Linked DNA regions of Zea mays: region 1 is linked to region 2. A link is a contact called in public Hi-C data. All regions are on one chromosome and are shown on one strand. Each heading gives the region's core, a stretch centred on a gene start, on an enhancer-like site or on the middle of the called end of the contact. The rest is flanking DNA. Distances are from core to core; before and after follow the strand shown. Region 1 holds the start of LOC100281946 (phytosulfokine receptor). Region 2 holds the start of LOC100274448 (putative serine peptidase S28 family protein).

Region 1 (3,849 bases), core at 1,169-3,668, 210 kb after region 2:
TTCTAGGTTTAGTGTATTTTTTTTGTACCGTACCCATGTCACAATTGATTGGCACTGAGTTTGACTCATCTTCTCGACAGGCTTCCTTCCCATTAGTAGCTCAAGAAGCACCACTCCAAATGCGTATACATCGCTTTTTTCAGTCAGCTTCCCTGAAATCGACGCAATGGCTAAAAGTTACCCATGTTCTTATGACCTTATTATCCCTGCACTGTCAATAATTAAGTTGTTTATGCATGTGAGTCGAAGTTGACAGTTAAGCTGACACAAATACCATCTAATAGGTACTCTGGAGCCACGTAACCTAAAGTCCCAGAAAGCTTCATGCTTCCCTTGTCAATATTCCCACTGGTCACTGCAAGACCAAAATCTGAAATCTGCACATGTGAGCAAAAAGATACGAACTTCACGAATTCAGCTGATCTCCAACACCGTCAAAAGAAGACAATATGAATAGCAATCTGTCCTTAAAGGGGGGGAAAAAAGGGAATTGTACCTTAGCATTGAAGTCAGAATCTAAAAGTATGTTAGATGACTTCAGATCCCTATGGATCACTGGTGGACTGCAGTGCTCATGGAGATACTCTAACCCCCTGTCCAGTTTAAGTTACCAATGCATGTTATAAAATATAAACTACTAGCCGGCCGGGCCAATCATCAGCACTTCAATTTAAAATTCGTCGCCCATTCACTCATTTGAAGGAAAGTGCAGGGATAAGATCATAAGAACCTGGCCATGTCGAGTGCGATCTTCATCCGGACATGCCAGCTCAGGGCTGATCCACGTGAAGCCCCTGAAGACAGCCAGCCACACATGAAAAGGTCCCAGTATGAAGATCTCAAGAAAGAGCTGCATCCATAAGCAAAACAAGAGGAACCATATAGGAGGCTACCAACTACCATACCATGCAGCTGTGTGTCCAGGGATCCCTTGTGCATGAGCTCATAAACAATGTAGTGATTCCCCTCGTGAACACAAAAGCCCAGCAGGGTCACAATGTTGGGGTGCCGAATCCTGCCGAGCAAATCCAGCTCATTCTGCCAACAACCACAGCCGAAGTAGTCAGGGACAAGAACAAATAATCCCCCCCCCCCCCCCCCCCCCCCCCTCGTCGGCAATGGCCAATGGAGAAGAATTGACTGACACTCACCTCGAATTCCTTCTCGCATTCAGGGCCGCCTGCTTCCAGCCTCTTGACCGCCGCGGCGACACCGCCATCGAAAACTGCCTTGTAGACGCAACCGAAGCCGCCGACACCGAGCACGTTGCTCGCGCTGAACTTCCCTGTCGCCGCCTCCAGCGACGGGTACTCGATCATCGCCATCGCCACAACCCCCTTCCTGCTCGTCTTGAGCGAGTTGAACTTGCTGAGGATCGGCGCCAGCATGATCCCCCTCGCGGTGTCTGCGCGCAACGTACGTACGTAGGTGAGCGGGCCATGAGCAATTGAGTTGAGAGCCAGCGGCCAGCCGATGCGATGCGATGCGCAGTCCAGAGAGAAGTAGAGCCAAGAGACCTGCGCTCCTGGCGCCCTTATTGCCGCGGGGCAGCCGGCGAGACCGCCGCCACAGGACCCACGCGTACAGCGCGGAAAGGATAATCGCGGCGATGGCGATGGAGGCGAGGGCGGAGGCGACGACTAGCTCCCGGTGGAAACGATTGCGCCGCTCCACTATGATCACTGCAGAGGGGAAACGGGCTCGTCAGGAGACGACAATTCCCAGCTGACTCCACAGTCCACACCACACGGTTACTGCTTTTGTGCGTGGGAAAAAAAACAGATTTTTCAACTGAAACCGTCAAGCGGAACGGAATAGCAGACTTGGTGCACCACACCAATTAAACGCGGATAATTTCCCGCGACGGTCCTCTGTCGTCTATCTCTAATTTTAACGAAGCGCAAGATCCCAAACTGCAACCCTTTTTTTTTGTTTTCGTGGAAAGAACATTTCTCCAGTAAATTTCCTTGAGCAAACTGCGAAAGAAAACGGGCTGTGGATAGTAGAACCAATGCAATGCTCTTTTTGGCCATTTTCAGAAGAGACAGACAGCGGCTTCCACTGGAGCTGCTCTCCCCCAAAAAAGAAAAAAAGAAAAAATAGAACCAAGAAACCAGAAACGTCTGTTCCCTGACACCACCGATAACCTACCGACGGGAGGCGGCGCGGGAGCAACGGAGGCGGTCCCAGGAGACAACGGCACGGCCCTCCCACTGGCCGGGGACGAGCACGCGGCCAGCAGCGGCAGCAGGACGAGGACCAAGACGGAAGAGCGCAGGGACGGCAATGGAGGTGGCGGTGGCCTCATGCTGTGCGGAGTTGTTTACTGGGTTGTTCGCGAGAGGAGATCCTGCTCCTATACCCCTGGAACTGGAATTGGGCACGGAACAACAAGGCCACGAGACCAGGAGCGAGCGCGAGAGAGACGGAGCTGGCTCCTCTCTCTCTCTCTGTCTCTCTCTTTTTAAGGGTCTCTGTCTCTGGTCTGGTATGGCAATGGCAACGCTGTGTGCAGTGCAGAACAGTTGAGCTGCTGGTGCTGGGCGCTTTCGTTCGGGGGAGCAGGAGGGAGAGACACTGGCAGCAAGGGGCCCGCTCGGGAGTGTGAGGCGGCCATGTGCGGTGGTTATGGAATTGGAATAGGACGGACCGGGAGGGAGACTAGACGGGAGAAGAAGAATATGAGACGAGGCCGACAGCCGACTGCGAGGTCGTACGGTGGTGTTGTGTGTGCCCTGTTTGTTCGGTAGCGGTACATGCATGTACGTCAGTCTGTCTATCTTGGCTTCTTGCTCGGCCATATTGGCGTTTCGCCACAGTCTCGCCCTCCCCCCCTCTTGACCTGTCAGCTCAATTGAGCTGCGTGAAACAAGAACAGCACTGAGCGAGTGAAGGCATACTGGCATAGGCTTAGAATAGATAGGACCGCGGCAAGGGCATGTACGTACAAGCCCCTGATCGGTCCAGGCGTATGTCCAGTAACGTCCACACGTCGTGTTTGTCACCACTCACAACTTGTTTTAACTTCAGTGCAAAGGGACAGCGAGGGAGCATATACATATTCCCCACTCCATCAGTAGGGGAGGACGTACTTGTTGTTTAGCACTCGAAAGCAACCAGCTACTGCGAGCTCCCCCACTCCCAGTGTGGTGAACTGGTGTAGTAATCAGAATCAACTTGCCTGGCCTGCTGTCTGCTGCTGACCTCGCTTTCAGCTTTCACCACGAGGGCTGGGCAGTGTCCCTCCCATGCGGGCCATGCCCCCCATCCTCGTCCTGCCGGCATCATCAGCATTTTCAGTTTTCTTTTTTTTATGTTTGTCGATCTCTTGGACGAGACGAGACAAAGCAGGCGGGTCTCTTTTCCTTTGCTAGCCGAGAAGGCTCCTCTACCTACCCATTGGGTAGGGTAGGGTTGTCCTGCGTGGCACTACTACGTGTACGTGCCACTTTGGCCGCGGTTTCTGGCTCCAACAAAACGAGTGTTGACTGTTGACGATGCTGCCTGTACCGTTCGTGTTTGACCGCCCTTTTTTCCTTTCCTATCCTCTATCCTGTCTGTGTTAATGTCTTCCGGACCGAACCCCTTTGTTTCGGGCGGGGGTGTGTCAGTCAGATGCGTGTCTTGCAACCGAACCTCTGCTTTGGTTTGAACCCGTGGCCGCGCAACGCAACCGCACCAGCTGGACCGGTGCGGCCGGCGCGCGGTGCATGCACACAGAGACAGTCCCGTGACGGCCAGGTCGGAGCCCAGAGGACCTCTCGCCAGATCGTACCGCTCTCCAGCTGCCGCGCCGACGACGCCTCAAATGCGAGCCGGCCGGCTACTACGGGCGGCATACGGCACCCG
Region 2 (3,910 bases), core at 51-2,550:
AATCACCTCCTGTTGCCAGCTGCAAGCGCCAGCAGCAGGCGGCCTCGGCAAACACGACAGCGGGCCGGGCGGGCCTCAATCGCGTGACGATTTGGCATCGTACGCCAGAATCTTTCAAAGGCTTGAGAACTGGGTTACTGTTTCCCGAACGCTCGGAGTTGGGCCCAGCCCAAACTGGAAACAATGTGCCGCGCTCCCTAACGTGGTTTGGCAGCAAACGTCATCAGGATAATTAAAGGTGCTACTATTGCTGTACTGCAGTTTTCAGTTAGGGGTGGTAATGGATCACGATTCAAATATTTCTTCACAATAAGTTATGACCCTTAATTAATTTTAGTTCAAAAATTAATAGGAATAGTGTCCGATCATAATCCGATTCGATCCTTGAAATGTATAGTGTAAAATCTAGAGCCCATTACCACCCCTAGTTGCAGTCAAGTTAACAATCTGTTCTATGGAAAAAAAATGAAGGTGACAAGCTAGAAGGGGAAAAAGCCAATCCAGTTATTTCACTTGTGACGCACGCATGCATCATCAGGTTGACAGGTTGAGAAACTGTAGAACTTTTTAAACACTCTTGTACTGTAATAACTTGCAGCTCCGCTGGTGATTCAGCAGCAACCGGAGCCCCCTTTCACCCCTTCAGACGGTGGATGCAGCTGCAGCTGCTGGTGCGTCAACTGTCAGTGGCCAGAACTGTGCCACAACGTGGTGGCCGGCTGCAGGCCAGCAGCAGAGCCAGGCACAGGGAGTCGAGGACGGAGCTGCTGCTGCTGCTGCTCTGACGAGCGTGCGTATCCGACAACAGCAGGCAGCGGTGTGAGCGCTAGCCGGCCTGTCTGTCTGGATGTCTTGTATGTCTTCACATGAAACGGGGATTGATTATTCAAATGTATACGGAGAGGACCATGTCAGAAACATATTGCGGGTTTTGGATTTCGGTCGGAGTATCATCTTTGAGCTGAGCAGTTCGTGCGTCGCTGTTCTAAGCCTTTGTGCCCTTTTGCTGTTATAGATGAGAGGTCGGGATCATTGGCAGCGGTGGTGTGGGCCAATCCTCTGCCCATGGCTCCGCGGACGCCGCGCCATGCTGGAGCACTTTGGTTCTGTGGTAGTGCTACACCCTAAACCCTTTTAGAAAAAGCAAGGCGCAAAGCATACCTACATACATACGCATGGAATCATTTCGATTTGAAGGCGGCGGTTGACAGCCGTTTTCGTGCATAAGACCGTCCGTCCGCAAACAAAGCTAGTTGCCACACCAAAGACCAAACTTGGCTCGTGTCGTGTCTCAGTGTCTGCCACCGAGACAAAAATCGTCGTCAGAAATTTAACGACGCATATTCGTCTGACTGACCCGCCCGTGCGCCTTCCTCCCGCCTCCCCTTCCACCACCAAGAGTGACGACAGAGAGACAGACAGAGAGAATGGCGGCGCCAGATGCCCGGCCCTCGTCAGCCGGTCCACCGCCGGCCCGCTCCCTCCTCCTGCCTCTCCTGCTCGTGCTCCTCCTCGCGGCCTACTCGCTCCCAGCCGACTCAGCAGCGCGCCCGTCCTCCAACTCCAACCCACGGCCTGCCTTCACGCCGCCGCTGCTGAAGCGCCACCAGCTGCGGCGCCCGAGCAGCAGCAGCGCCGAGCTCGTCGCCGGGCCCGCCAACGCGTCGACCAAGCCCTTCACGGCGCACTACTTCCCGCAGCTGCTCGACCACTTCGCCTTCACGCCCAACGCGTCCACGGTCTTCCGCCACAAGTACCTCCTCAACGACACCTTCTGGCGCCGGCCCGGCGCCGGCGCCGGCGACGACGGCCCCGGCCCGCTGTTCGTGTACACGGGCAACGAGGGCGACATCGAGTGGTTCGCCACCAACACCGGGTTCATGTTCGACATCGCGCCCACGTTCGGCGCCCTCCTCGTCTTCATCGAGGTACGTATATATATACCAGTAAGTAAGTAATCGTGGTTGCTTGCTTACTCCGGATGAGCTGGAGCGGCCGGCTCCTCCACTCCACGGGAGCCGGAGGAGAAGAATCCTATATATACCTCCTACCAGAAGAGACCGTAGCATAGAAACTCGCGTAATCTTAGATGAATTAGCCACCATGGGCATGCAATTTTCTTCGCGAGCGTTTTGAGCTGCCGGTCCAATGATGTCTGAAACTCTGAATGCTATCAAGATACTAACACAAGTCAAACCAACGGGGGAAAAAAAAATCTTCTGCTCCACATCTACCCAAGACTAACGTTTCGCTGTCGGTATCACTGACCGACATGTTCTTTGCTGACGCTGACGTTGCTTTGTCGCAAACTCGCATCGCATATACAAGGAGCTAGCTGGAAGAAGAGGAGAGGAAAGAAAGAAACGTCGCAGAAAAAGAAAGGGTGAAAAATCACAGCTAGCTGCATCACTCGACCACTAGTTTCCCAGCTTGTCTGAAACCTACCGCGCGCGCGCTTGCCTCTGGCTCTGCCACCACTGACGAAACCGTTTCTTTCTTCCATTGCCTGTCTGCCACCGACGAACAGCACCGGTTCTACGGGGAGTCGAAGCCGTTCGGGAACGACTCGTACAGGTCGGCCGAGACGCTGGGCTACCTCACGTCCACGCAGGCGCTGGCCGACTTCGCCGTCGTCATCAGGGGCCTGAAGCGGGACCTCGGCGCCGAGGCCGCTCCCGTCGTCGTCTTCGGCGGCTCCTACGGCGGAAGTAAGTCGTCGGCCGTCGAGCATGTGCTGCTTGTACAGTTGTACGACTACAAGGGGAACATGACAAGCAGCAGGTTGTGTGCTCCACTGATGATGCTTCATGCTCGTTGTTTTCGTTTGCAGTGCTGGCTTCCTGGTTCAGGCTCAAGTACCCCCACGTCGCCATTGGTGCCCTAGCTTCCTCCGCGCCGATCCTGCAGTTCGACCACATAACGCCGTGGAGCAGCTTCTACGACGCCGTCTCGCAGGACTTCAAGGTAACAAAATTATGGAGCACTTCAGTGTCATCAGTGGCAGCTTCCAAACCCCACAGCTTCTGACCTGTGTTGCCCAGCTCTGCTTGCCGGTGTGGGCTCTGAACCAATATCATGTAGTAAGGACACATCGGTTAGCATGTCTTTCAGGGGTCTGGAGGACCAGTGAGCGCTCAGCGTTTTCAGTTGGTTAGCTGCACCTGCAATTTGACACCTTCCTCCTCACTTGTCCCTGCACTGCTCACGAACAGCAAAACTAATTCTATGATTGAAATGGTAGTACATGCAAATAATGCAATGCAGCTGGACCAGGTCCTCACGAGCCAAGACTGACAGTGACAGTTCAGTGTGTTATTATAACCTCGACTGCCATACTTAACCTGTGCCTTTATTAGAACTGATCAGGCTCTCAATGTTACTAGCAACAGGTGCTTGAAAATCTCGCCTCGGTCGACTTGAAAACTCGCATTGCGGTTCAGAGAACTCTTCTTTTGTTCTCAAACACCTGAGTGCTTTTCTAAATAAAAAAAGAAGAAGAAGAGGAGGAAGAGCTTGAGATGTTTGCAGCAAAGTACCATTTCTCTGTCACACTGAAGCTTGAGACTTTGACTGACAGTAGCTTGCGACCGATCGATGCTTGCAGTCCGAGAGCTCCAACTGCTTCGGTGTCATCAGGGCAGCCTGGGACGTCCTGGATGAGAGGGGGGCCACAGACAAAGGGCTCCTGGACCTCAGCAAACTCTTCAGAGCCTGCAAGTAAGCTCGTCAAGCTGAACTAGTACTTGGTTTCATAGATACTGCCTGCGAGTGATGCTTGATTAATGGGTTGCGTCGCGTCGCGTGGAGTGAACATTTAGGCAAGAAACGAGATGACTTGCAAGTTGCAGGCAGTAATCAAGGCATTGATAAGAACAAAAAAACAGTACATCATGCGTGTTTAATCATCATT

What was found. Hi-C and Micro-C count contacts between places; a contact is called where the count stands out from the background.
Region 1: a Hi-C map of leaf shows a contact between it and region 2, with 3 times the contacts expected there. The contact joins the promoter of LOC100281946 here to the promoter of LOC100274448 in region 2. A contact is called at or near these places in 8 of 25 Hi-C or Micro-C datasets (bundle sheath, ear, endosperm and 3 more).

What each region holds. Positions count from the first base shown.
Region 1 is chr6:106,439,332-106,443,180 of Zm-B73-REFERENCE-NAM-5.0, forward strand. LOC100281946 (phytosulfokine receptor) reads right to left here and starts at 2,419. Exons shown (of 10, transcript NM_001371803.1): 1 at 2,152-2,419; 2 at 1,518-1,682; 3 at 1,152-1,405; 4 at 906-1,038; 5 at 731-794; 6 at 497-593; 7 at 275-377; 8 at 34-152. The coding sequence starts at 2,308.
Region 2 is chr6:106,228,552-106,232,461 of Zm-B73-REFERENCE-NAM-5.0, forward strand. LOC100274448 (putative serine peptidase S28 family protein) reads left to right here and starts at 1,301. Exons shown (of 10, transcript NM_001148807.1): 1 at 1,301-1,928; 2 at 2,528-2,708; 3 at 2,831-2,964; 4 at 3,605-3,717. The coding sequence starts at 1,428.